Linked DNA regions of Bombyx mori: regions 1 and 2 are each linked to region 3. A link is a contact called in public Hi-C data. All regions are on one chromosome and are shown on one strand. The core of a region is the stretch at or near the end of the contact, and the rest is flanking DNA. Distances in the headings are between cores, read along the strand shown.

Region 1 (4,061 bases), core at 1,402-3,901, 63 kb after region 3:
GTTTGAAGGGTGAGGCAGCCTTTGTAAGTATACTTCAGACCTTAAAACTTATATCTCAAGGTGGGTGACGCATTTACGCTGTAGATATCTATGAGCTTCAGTAACCACTTAACACCAGGCGGGCTGTGAGCTCATCCACCCAACTGAGCAATAATTGAAATTAAAAATTCAATCTGAACCACTAAAATGGTATTACAGCTCCTAATTTCGATTACATAGCTCTAGGAATGACTCATTACCCTTGAATGTGCAAGATGTCGTATTGTACAAAATTGCGCAATTTATCCAATTTAAAACAAAAGTTTTTGATAGATGAATGAACATCAATTCCAGTGTACATTCATTGTTGCTAGACAATCAAAAAGGCCACCAAATATTTTTAAGCGAATCTAGGTAACTACGACCACAGATTTATGATAGATATTACAATCAGAACTGATTTTAGGCTTAACAGGAAGAACATTTTTAGCAAGTCCTTATATGCGAAAGTTTAGTTTTGTATATTATAATGACTGAATTCTTAGTAATTTAAAATGTATGATCTAAATCCATGAATGGTACACTCACATCAGGTAGGTTCGCCTACCAAGATCACACAATAGTTTTAGTAACAGTTAAAAAACTCTTATGAAGGTGCAAAATTTTAAATTAATGTTATATTCTAACTAACCTTGAAATCAAAAATTGCTTGTATTTGATGGAAAATTTTACAACCCAATCCCAAGTTTGCAGGGGTAATTGAGAATTGAATTGAATTTAGTTGAAAGTAAATCACAGTAGTTATATATGTATGGTCTGTAGTATTTATCCCTAAACCTTATAATAGAGGCTTTGAAATTGATTTTCATACTTCTTCTTTCAAACGTGATAAGCTTTCTACCCACTATTAACCCATTTCAGGGATTTTATCCATTCTACTTTAAAAGTATAAGGTAAGTGTTTTTGAGAGTGTTTTGAACACAAAGCAATACTTTGAAAGACCTTAAACACTTTATAGAATTCTAAATTATTTTTTGTCTTTGTCTCTTTTTACTCACATCTCAACTAATATCAAAGAACGAAAATACCAGCAAATATGGTTTCATAAATCAAATTCCTGTAAAGTAATATATGTGATAAGTTCTTTTTTACTAATTTGTTAACATACTATTAGAGTCTATAAAATATAAATTAATTAAAAATATAGAAAGAAGAAAGTATTTTAGTAAAAGTTAGTTGATTGTCAAGGTTTTAAAGCAATAGGCTTCAGTGTTCTCAAATCAGTATTATTGAAAACACAATGGAATGTGCTTGTTTTTTATGGGACAATTGAATATGGAACTTTTTTTGAAACAAAAAGAAATTAATAACCTAGGTTTAAATAAATGTATTGTAGAAATGAATTCAACTAGATACATTGTAATAAGTATACTTGTGGCTTTTTAAAATCAGAATCTTAAATGTATATAGTCATAGTTTTATTTTATTTATATATTTTTCTAGCTTTCATTTTCTCTTCAAATCAGGTAATAATATTCTAGTAGTAGTTCATCAGTTTAATACTTAAATTATGGTAAAATTCAGAGTTGGCATATTTTTTTGAGATATTTTTTTGATGAGAATGACAATTATTATGTGATTTTTCTGAGAAGGATTTTGAGGCATAAAATAAGATAATATTGAGTCTAAATTAAAAATCTTGGTTTTTGACTTTATATTAGTTGTAATTTTAATTACAAATGATAAATAGGAACAGATTACTACTAATGAGTTTTAGGTATGAAATTTTGTAGGTATTGAGTTGGCAATGGCCTGTTGTGGTAAATGATCTGTACAGGAATGTAAAAAAGAATGTACTCACCACTTTCAATGTATGGTAAAGCAAGTAGAAGAAATGTAATGTATCCAATTTCACTAAACATTGTAACTTTTGAACACTTTTTGATTCGCTAACTCATTGCACATAAAATACAGCTGATTTTCAAAACCACACACAAAACCTTTGTCTGTTTTCGAGATGAACGCATGCGCGTATGAACAATATTTTTTATTTACATTACATTAAAACTTATAAACACCACTATTGTCCGTTTACTGTAACCATCGAAATCATTACACCATTGTTGAGGGGAGACAACTTCACGAAACAATAAATATCAACACAAAACGTATACTATTTGCATTTAACAGAAACAATTCAACTATTCTATATTATGTATTTAGCTAACGGATAACAATTCCACTTTTTTTTTTAAACTTAAATTTATTACATATTTATCTACTTCTGTCATTAAAATTAAAACAAATTAAAATAAATATTCGACTCCCCCGATGCCTGACATATTGGAAAATAGGCACAGAATCGCACAGATAAAATATATGTTGAAAACAGTTTTGATTAAGATCATAGACTATTACAATTTTCACGAGAACTCTTTAATTTGACGGCGTGCCCCACAAATTAAGAATAAAAAACATTCTGAGACCTTCCTCTTGAAGTTCTTTAAGAGTGTTGCGCAATGCATGTTTATGTATTTTTTGAATACTAGAACCTTCAAAGACATGGCTTGCGGTGGGTCGCACGGGTTGCGGTGTTGTGATACTAAGTGAGGGCAAAGAGGCACCCTAAACGAAAGTCATTACTAGACTATGTTATTTACACGCTGAGTCGAATTCCACGTTGATTAGGCAGGTACGTTACTGATAAGTGATGATGGTTGAAAACTGTTTATAGTCTGTACTAAAATCGACTAGGACGCCCTTAAAGGACTTTTTGGCGGGAACGCGATGAGTGAAGTTGTGATTTGTTTTATTTTGTCTATTTAGTGTTTCTTCGGGTTTAAATGTGTAATAATGATGGTTTATTAACTGCTTAATATCTGTGAAAGTACACAAATGTGGGAAAATGAAACAAAGCCGCTGGACGTAACTTCTCGGGATCCTCCAAAAAGTCCACTGAAAAAATCTTAGTAAATGACCACCATTTTACTGAGATTATATGTCATTCCATATCATCTCATCTGATTTCATCCTAGCTGATTAATGTCTTAAATTAATCATCTTCATTTCATTTCGTTTTACTCCATAATATCATAAATAATCATATATAAAATATAATTTTATAAATAAGAATATAAATTAAAATAAGACATGACCTAAAGGTCTTAGTTACCTGGTCATAAAATTCCTTAAAAAAAAAGATATCCCTAAGGATAATTATTCATAGACCTATATAGTAGGGACACGACATATTGTTCTATACGTACAATTACTTATATAAATAGCACCCATTTTGAAGGCACATACATAAACATATATCTATCTCGTTCTTACTCAGCACTTTAACTCGCAGGAAAACAATATAACAGTATTTCAGTGCGTACATAAAATGAAACATGAATATACGTAAATATCTCTGTCTCCGTCTAATGAGGCCGAAAATCCGCCATGTTTAGCGCGCCAAATGTCATTGTCACGTCAGTTCGGCCGTCTGTTTTGGGTTGTACATTATTTATTGACTTTGATATCGATTTAATATGATTGATTATATAAAATTTCATAATTTATCATGCTTAAAACATACAAAAATACTAATTAAAACGTATTTTATAGAATCTCAAGAAAGTCGATGCCCTAAAACTATTATCTATATGTATTTAAATTCATTATGGAGCCCTCATCCGAAAAATCCATTTTTCGGTCGGAATCTATTGATCATGACACTAATCATAAATACCACTTTAAAATATGTCATCAAAACATATTTAGACATTCTGTTTAGATATTTCGGGAAAAAGGCTACCGACAAAATCTCTTCGGAACTATTTAAGTAAAATAGTTTTATTCCGCAGTGAGTAAAACACTATTGTAAATTTGTTAAATATTTAATAATTAAGTGATTTTAGAGAGGAAGTCACAAGGAATGACGTTTGTAATTAATGAATAAATGTTCTGTAGGTGTTTTTTTTTTCACGCGGTCCCTTGATAAGTTTAAAATTTGAATCACTCTCAAGCGAAAGTGATTCAAATGGTGCGGCGCACCTTCCTTGGGGTGCGCTGCGGTAGTATGTTACGGACTTTAG
Region 2 (4,383 bases), core at 518-3,017, 46 kb after region 3:
GTAGTTTTTTTTAATCAGCATACAATTGATCGTTATTAATTATACTTTTTTTAATTGCCCTATGATACTAAAACTACATTGTGTTACCTTGACGCATAAATATTAATGTTTAAAAAGGTAACAAGGAGATTGGTTTAATGTCTAAATTTAAATAAAACAAAAGATAGGTAAAATCAAGCTTGCTTACGATTTTGGAATCTGCTATATAAACAAAAATTATCAGGTTAAATATTTGCTTCAGTCAAAGTAAATTCACATAAGCTTGTTGTAAATCTATAATGGAATTATTTTTATCAGACAATGGCACTGTTCTCACTATGATACCAAAACAGTTATTCTTTATTCGAAACAAAATACTATATTCTAGGGTTTTTTATGATATACCCCGTGGCAAAGCTTTCCTTGCATTTATTTCGTGATGAAAAATCATTACATAACGAATTCAGAATTCTGAAACTGACATTAGTACTTCTATTTTATTCGTATTTAAGAGTGTACAGAGAGCAAACGATCATGAGAGTCTAAAGCGTATTGTAACGCCAGCTTCTAATTGTACTGGTATTAGGAGAGTTAATTACAAGGACATTGGGGTCAGCGAGTTTATTACAAGGTAAGACAAATTGAATAGACCTAAAGCCGTAACGACTGCTTTATTTGCATTCAGAACAAACATGCATTTTTTTATCAGATGTTCAAAAACGTGCAATACGAGAAACAATTAAAAAAAAAAAGAAAAAATATATTCGCTGCACTATTTAAATTCAAAATGATCATTTCAGAAACCTTCAAGGCATTCTCTTGGTTGGACCTACGTATATTTGTAAAGGACGTTCTATTTTACGTCTGCTAACAAAGCAGCTGGCGATGACAAAAAAGTTAGTTGTACGTTAAATAGTCAGATAATTCCAATTGCTGTATTATATCTAACTTCTAATTCCACTAAAAGAACCGTTGACGTCTTTGTTTCGTAAAACCCTGAAAACGACATAATTTTGTGTACACATTTTCAGTGCAATCTATTAAAAACACAGCATAGCAAACACGTGTGTATGCAGGCTGGTTTTTATTGCTTTACTAAGCCGAGTCGGTCAAAGAGAACAAGTCACAGAAATCCTACCTATCACTATATTTTTACGAGCTTGTTACAATCGTAACTCAACTGCAGAGATCGTTAGCTAGTTCCTGCAAATAATGATACAACTGTATTTCAATTCAGAGGATATATTTTTAGCGTCCGCATAGCACAAAAAACCCTAACTCGCCTCTTCTGTTAATGCTAATAATGGGAGTATTTATTATAAACAGCAATCTGTTACATACTTTCTTTGCCAATCATGTCGCGCTGTACACTTACATTCAATATTATTTTGATGTAACTGTTTATTATAAAAATAGGCTCTTATCGTTGATCTTTTAATATCCATAAAATCTATACAATTTGTATACTTACACCATTTCTACTATATTAATTTTATCAATTTCATATTTAAAAAAAAACAAATGTACCGTCGAATGGAGGCTTAAAACACTGGCCCGGACCAATTAATACATATTAATAGTGGTAAAATAAAATGTGTTTCTCATTTTCATACATTGACAGGAGTCGGAAATGTATCGTGCGAATGTATAGTAGTAGTAGCTTAATACCTACATGTAACAATTAACTAGCAACTGGTAGTTCGAAGCGACGCCGCCACGACGGACGCGGGCGCGAACAATGTTTTAAGTGACACACACATACGTCACGTTCGTGGCCTCGGTTCAACGAACCAACTCGTCACAACTCGCTCGTTGTCCCGATGCGTCACCTCGCTGAACTCACCGTCTCGGACCGATCTCGTGGTTTGCCGTTCGACCCATTTTGAATGATTTTGATATTATGTTCTAAAATAGACGCGTTGCCTTGAGTGCATTTTCACGCTAACAAATTCATGTATTTTATAAAGAGTAGTAGGTATTCATTTTACAGAGAATACTTGAATTTTGTATCCAAATTTGTATTTTTTCGTATACACCATTATTTTATAACTAGTACAAAAATTTTAAGGGCATATTAGGGAAGACATTATTATCATATATGTGACGGAAAAATCTCATAATACCTTTAAATAGCAAAGTTATTATCATTTGTTTATTGTAAAAAATCTCACTGAAATCATGGACATATTACTTTACAATCCATTCATTAGTTCATTGAACTTCATTGATGGTATTCCGTCCTACTCATTCGCATTCGTACTGTCGCACTTGTGACGTAGATGGCCTTAGACAATAAAATGAAACAAAAGAACATGTGATGCAGTTACCTACTTTATTTAATTTTCTAAATTCTAACCTCTCCGTCATATTCATCCGGGCTTAGGACCGGCAAAATTACCTTTTTACAATTAATTAAATACGTATGTGATTAGAAAACAATAAACAAATATTACAATAAAATAAGGTATTCTGTACTAAAAGAAAAGAGAAATTTTGGCATATTTATGAAGTTAGAATCAGGTGCTATTTACAATAATTATTTACATAGGTATTATTTACTAAACTTACAAGTATTTCAATTGTCCTTCGAAATGTCCGCCACTATTGTTAATACACAGACAGGCTCGTTTATTTAAATTGTTTTTAACGAGAGAAGTACGCTTCTCTGTCTTTTCACTTCGTGAATAGCGTCCAATATGCGCTGTTTTAATCGTTCGAGCCTAATTCGCTCGCTTCTGTGCACACGTCTCTTAATTTCACTCCACAAAAAGAAGTCCATGGGCGTTAATTCTTGAGATTTCCTGTAGTGATATGGATGTAATCCAGCCTTATTAATAATCTTCCAGGCACAGGACTGGCTGATGTTAAATCGTCGGTCAGCGTCATTTGGACTGCGCCGGGGATCCTCTTCAAAATACGCTAGTACATCGTCGTACAGATTTTGTGACAACGCCGGTCTTCCTCGTTCTTGACGTACGTAGGTGACCGTGCGTGGAATGAACCGTGATCTAGTAAACGCTGGTAAGCATTTACCACGGTTCGCACATTTGGCTGTCGAGCGTTCGGGTGTCTTCCCTGTACATACGTACAGCTGCACTCGCGTTTTCTCCACTCAAAAAGTACGCACGAAGCATAGCTACATACTCCCGTGATGTGAACTGATAAGCCATCGCGTCAGGGAAAACTTAAACAAACAACTGTTGCAACGAAAAAATGCATGCGCACACTTCCGATAACAATTTAGCACTGTTTTTTGTCGTTCTTGCGTCGGGGCGCGGCGCGGGCGCAGAGGGACAAGGGGTGGTTGGTGGGCTTCGACTTGAGTTTCCAGGAATTTATCAATGGAGCAGCGCCCCGTAGGTACCCAAACCCCGCCGCACGTACCTACTATCGGTCATTGATTGTTTTTTTTTATAATTATTTAGCATTTACCAGTTATTACGTATTTTTGTGGACAGTTTTGAGACTTAGTGTTTTTTATTTTTTAACTACACAAATATGATTAGTTAAAGATACTTAGAGCCCAGTTAAATTTTTTGTACTAATTAAAAAATAGGGGTGTATACTGTTATTAAATTATTTCCGTTATTCATGTTCAAGATATTGGTATTTCATATGATGTGTTCTACAGATTAGAAAGGGAAATAGAATGTTTTTCGCACATAACTTCAAGTCTGACCATGACAAACAAATTACGGATATCCATAATTGTAAATAACCAGTTTGCTGACAAGACAAGGAATTAATTGTGCATTGGGTCTTAGATATTATCGGAAATTATCAATGTACTTATGCGTTAGTTAGATTCAAGAAATTTTTTTTTTTTTATTTTTTTTATTGCCCTTGTAGGCAGACGAATATGCTGCCCACCTGATGGAGAGTGGTTACCCTCGCCCATGGACTTCAGCAATGCCAGGGGCAGAGCCAAGCCGCTGCCTACCGCTTAATACTCTCCACAAGCCTCGTTTGACGAAGGACATGTCATAGCGCTCGGGAAACACCGTGGAGGGAAGCTCATTCCAAAGCCGGATGTTACATGGCAAAAAAGATCTCTGGAAACGCGCTGTGGATGACCGCGGTGGCTCCAGGTCTTATGGATGAACTCTAAATGTATCACCACAGTTAGTTTTGTGAAAATCGAAATGATTTGTCACCATCAATCACACAACCTGCTGTGCACTCCGAAGATGAAACCTACCTACCGCACAGATATTAGATTTTTGTGTTTACCTCTCGAAAACATTTCGCTTTTCGTTCCGCATCACGTTACTGAGAAATCAGAAAGCTTGGCAAAATAATAATTTAGACACAAAATAACGAATAGTCATGACCGGTAACTTAACTACAGCTGATGTTTCATCTAATGTTTGTTTTTGTCTTTTGGAATATAATTATGTACATTTC
Region 3 (4,181 bases), core at 189-2,688:
GGACCTCTTGTGAGTCCGCATGGGTAGGCACCACCGCCCCGCCTATTTCTGCCGTGAAGCAGTAATGCGTTTCGGTTTGAAAGGTGGGGCAGCCGTTGTAACTATACTGAGACCTTAGAACTTATATCTCAAGGTGGGTGGCGCATTTACGTTGTAGATGTCTTTGGGCTCCAGTAACCACTTAACAGCAGGTGGGCTGTGAGCTCGTCCACCCATCTAAGCAATAATTTTTTTTATCTTGGGATCCTCCAAAAAGTCCACTGAAAAAAATCTCATAAATTGACCACCGTATTACTGAGATTATATTTCATCCCATAATATCATCTCATCTCACTTCATTTAATTTCATCACAGTTGATTAACGTCTCAAATTAATCATCTTCATTTCTTTTCACTCCATATTATAATTTTTTATATAAATAAGACATGGCCTAAAGGTCTTAGTTACACAGTCATAAAATCCATTAAAAAAAGCTACCAGATTAGGTAGAAAAAAGTGTGGACCTCGGACTACTGCAATAAAGATAGGTCTGTAAGCTTTACGTCCGTGTCGAAACAAAGGTCGGTTCCCTCCCGCCCGGTGTGGGTACCTGCACTCTGTGTCGGCGCGTCTGGTGCAGCCCTTGGCGGTGACGTTCCTCTCGCGGTCGTAGGCGCCGACCTGGCGCGGGTAGCAGCACCGGTCCGTGCACTCGATGTCGTCGTAGCCTGAGGGGCGGTGGGGGGTTGGGGGGTGTCGTAAGCGAACATTTTACTATACATCCAACACGAGAACGAACAGGCATTTGTATTTTATATGAAAATTCAAATTGTTCAAGTGCTATACTTATATAGTAGTCTCGACTGGTAGGTATACCTATTTCTGCCCTGGGACCAGTTCGAATATGTGCATACACAATCGAAAATTCGATCTCAAGTTGACGTCATTTAAGTCGTTATGTCTACGGGCTCCGAAAAATCACAACACCAGACGCCCATCGTTGACCCATCTATGTATATGATAATCACTGCATAGTATAAAACAAAGTCGCTTTCTCTTTCCCTATATCCCTATGTATGCTTAAATCTTTAAAACTACGCAATCATTTTGATGTGGTTTTTTTTAATAGATAGAGTGATGAAGAGAAAGGTTTATATGTATAATAACATCCATTAAATAGTGGAGAAATCAATAATAAATTACAGTTTCCGAAGCGAAACGAGGGCGGATCGCTAGTAGAAAAATAAGTCCCTATACGTGACTTCGAAACGGTAATACAATTCAATTTAGTCTACGTGTCTCACCGCAGTCGCACTCCTCGCCGTGCTCCACGATCTTGTTCCCGCAGAAGGCGCCGGCGCTGGCGGTGAGGCAGTTCCGCTTGCGCCCGTCCCTGACGGCGTCCAGCACGGCGCTGATGTTGCCGGTGCTGCACGACGAGAACCGGCTGTTGTTGGGCCGGTCGCCGGACGTCGCCGACGCGAACATTATATAGTTGCCCTGCTGGCCCCCCGGCCGGCACTCCGAGGGGTAGTCGTGCTGACAACAAACACCGGCAGGGTAAGACGTGGTCCAAGCTAAAGACAATTAGCGCGGACGAACTCGTGAAGATTACTACACCATGTAAAAGCGGTGGTAAGACCTCTTGTGAGTCCGCAACACCACCCTGCCTATTTCTGCCGTGAAGCACTAATGCGTTTCGGTTTGAAGGGCGGAGCAGCCGTTGTAACTATATTGAGATCTTAGAACTCATATCTCAAGGTGGATGATGCCATTGTAGAGCTCCGGTAACCACTTAACACCAGGTGGGCTGTGAGCTCCTCCACACAAACATGCAATAAAAAAAACCTGGTTCCAGTAGTGTCTATAACCGTGCCGAAAATCAGAGTTAAGTTTCTTGTTTCAAAAACGCCTCTTTACATTGTCCAGCCCAAACCAATTAAGCTATTTTGATGAAACTGTACAAGTAGAGAGGTCTTAATTAAACTACTTTAAAATTATGAGATCAATATACGTTTTACTAACGGAAATATGAGGTGAAGTGTTTGGTCATGTCATCAATGTCGCTATCCACAGCGCGGAGGACAGGAGTGAATGGAGGAACATAGTCCTAACAAAAGTGCTCAGTAAAGGTCACGACCCTCAGAACTAAGGAATACGTCGCACAGAGAGAGTTTGTTTGGTCATAGGAAAGCTGGATGTGAATGAGGTGCGCATACATACCGGCGAGCCGAAGTTGTGCCCGATCTCGTGCGCCAGCGTGAGCTGACTGACCTTGGGCGGCACTCTGCTGTTGTAGTTGACGAACGTGATGATGCCCGTGTTGAGCGAGCGCTTGGTGCTCTGGTACATGCCGCCGATCGTCTCCGTGTACGTCTTGTACTTCTCGCAGATGCCGCCCGACGCGCCGCTCGCGCTCGCCACCCACGCCAGACCTGCCACATACAATATATATCTTTTTTTTTTTGGTGTCTTATGCTGATAGCCTTGAGAGGCTATTTCAGCTTTCATTACTGGTGGTAGGACCTCTTGTGAGTCGGCGCGGGTAGGTACCACCACCCTGCCTATTTTTGCCGTGAAGCAGTAATGCGTTTCGGTTTAAAGGGTGGGGCAGCCGTTGTAACTATACTTGAGACTTTAGAACTTATCTCAAGGTGGGTGGCGCATTTACGGTGTAGATGTCTATGGGCTCCAGTAACCACCTAACACCAGGTGGGCTGTACCACCGGATCGAAAACGCGGCCCACTGAGAAGATCCGGCGAGAAACTCAGTGGGCTGTGTCTATGGGTTAATTCGCTCGTCGAGCCCTTCGTCGCAAGCGACGGGTTCGACGAGGACGGTGACCGGTGCTTGTGGTGCCTAAAAGCACCGCCAATGGATCGGGAGGATCCATAATGACGTGCTTTGGATGACGTCGAATATATATCTATACATTAATACGTGAAGCAAAAACCTTGTACCCCTTTTTACGAAAATTGCGCGGACAGAGTAGTATGAAATTTCCCACACTTATAGAGAATATAGAGAAGGAGTGCAGAATGTAATTTTATTTTTTCGTTATGCATAAACAATACATTAAATCGATAAAAAAACATTATACAGACTACCATGTATTTGACACACGCATGCATACTATTATCAAACTTTTCTTATTGCTTATAGTCAAATTAAGAATAGATTAAATATGGTTTGTCTTTATTAATATTTGTCTAAAGTGTACATACTCTTGGCGAAATCTATGATTATAGAAGTTTATTAATCTTTGACAATAGAATCATAATAGTGTTACAAACTTATAATTTTAATTAATTAGAGTCGAATTTCGACTACCAGAGGACCACTTGTACAATATATATACGTAATAAAAAACCTTTATTAATTAAAACTCATTAGTTTTTAAACAGGATTTTTCTTCACTTTCATTTAGTCATTGAAAACTGTCATTCAATAAAACGAAAATTCAGATTTGTATAACATAATAATACTGCTTAAAATATTAATTTTAAAAGAGATTAAGGGCTTTAAATGTTGTTTTCTTATTATATCACAGAAAACGCAATCAAGTCTTTTATTGTTCATTCATTGTGAAGTATTCTATATCATTAAGTGTATTATTATATCAGTTTTATAGACCGTAGATAACAACAATGCCAACAGATCTAACTCTATAGCCAGTATTCTTTCATTCATTCAAAATTTAATGAAACTTATTTAACCCTTTGACTGCCGTGTAGGACACCGGTGCCCTATGTGGCACACTGAAGTAATTATGTCGATTTCTCTTACTAAGGCGCCGGAATATCTAGCAAACTCTGAGATTAACTAATACGAAGATATTGGGAATGAATCTATTTGTAGGAGACCTAGAGACTAGTTAGAATAGGGACAAATCTGGGATGTCACAATACTTTTGTTGAGTTGTTAGGTTTAACTTTGTTGAACTGCAAAATTACTTTAATTTAGTGTATAAGAAAAGAATATTAAATAGTTTAATTTAGTCTTCCAAGTTTTGTAACTCATTAAAGATACATATTAAAAAGTTAATTACCTAAAGTTAGGTAATTAACTTTTTAATATATTTAATAGGTCCTCGGGGTGGCGCCGCGTGTCTGGTTGTAGTGTTGACCGCGGGAACCCCCCTACTCTGAACGGGTTCTGACCCCGGACGGAGATCGGACGTCGGGTGTAAGAGTGCAGGGG

Evidence for each region. A called contact is a pair of places that touch in the nucleus more often than the background predicts.
Region 1: a Hi-C map of whole pupa shows a contact between it and region 3, with 4 times the contacts expected there. The contact joins the promoter of LOC101745975 here to the enhancer-like site in region 3. A contact is called at or near these places in 3 of 7 Hi-C or Micro-C datasets (an unstated tissue and whole pupa).
Region 2: a Hi-C map of whole pupa shows a contact between it and region 3, with 3 times the contacts expected there. The contact joins two enhancer-like sites. A contact is called at or near these places in 3 of 7 Hi-C or Micro-C datasets (an unstated tissue and whole pupa).

The regions. Positions count from the first base shown.
Region 1 is chr9:11,630,711-11,634,771 of ASM3026992v2, reverse strand. LOC101745975 (disintegrin and metalloproteinase domain-containing protein 10) reads right to left here and starts at 2,651. Exons shown (of 17, transcript XM_062670163.1): 1 at 2,466-2,651; 2 at 1,841-2,263. The coding sequence starts at 1,901.
Region 2 is chr9:11,647,000-11,651,382 of ASM3026992v2, reverse strand. The region is part of intron 2 of LOC101745975 (disintegrin and metalloproteinase domain-containing protein 10); the gene reads right to left. Among protein-coding and RNA genes, the nearest start is that of LOC134199382, 13 kb to the right of the region's middle. Within about 2 kb of position 1,767, at least 8 of the 8 cell types and tissues checked have open chromatin away from gene starts, as enhancers often do.
Region 3 is chr9:11,692,853-11,697,033 of ASM3026992v2, reverse strand. It overlaps LOC101745975 (disintegrin and metalloproteinase domain-containing protein 10), which reads right to left. Exons shown (of 17, transcript XM_062670163.1): 10 at 2,204-2,415; 11 at 1,285-1,519; 12 at 591-708. Among protein-coding and RNA genes, the nearest start is that of LOC101746119, 15 kb to the left of the region's middle. Within about 2 kb of position 1,438, at least 4 of the 8 cell types and tissues checked have open chromatin away from gene starts, as enhancers often do.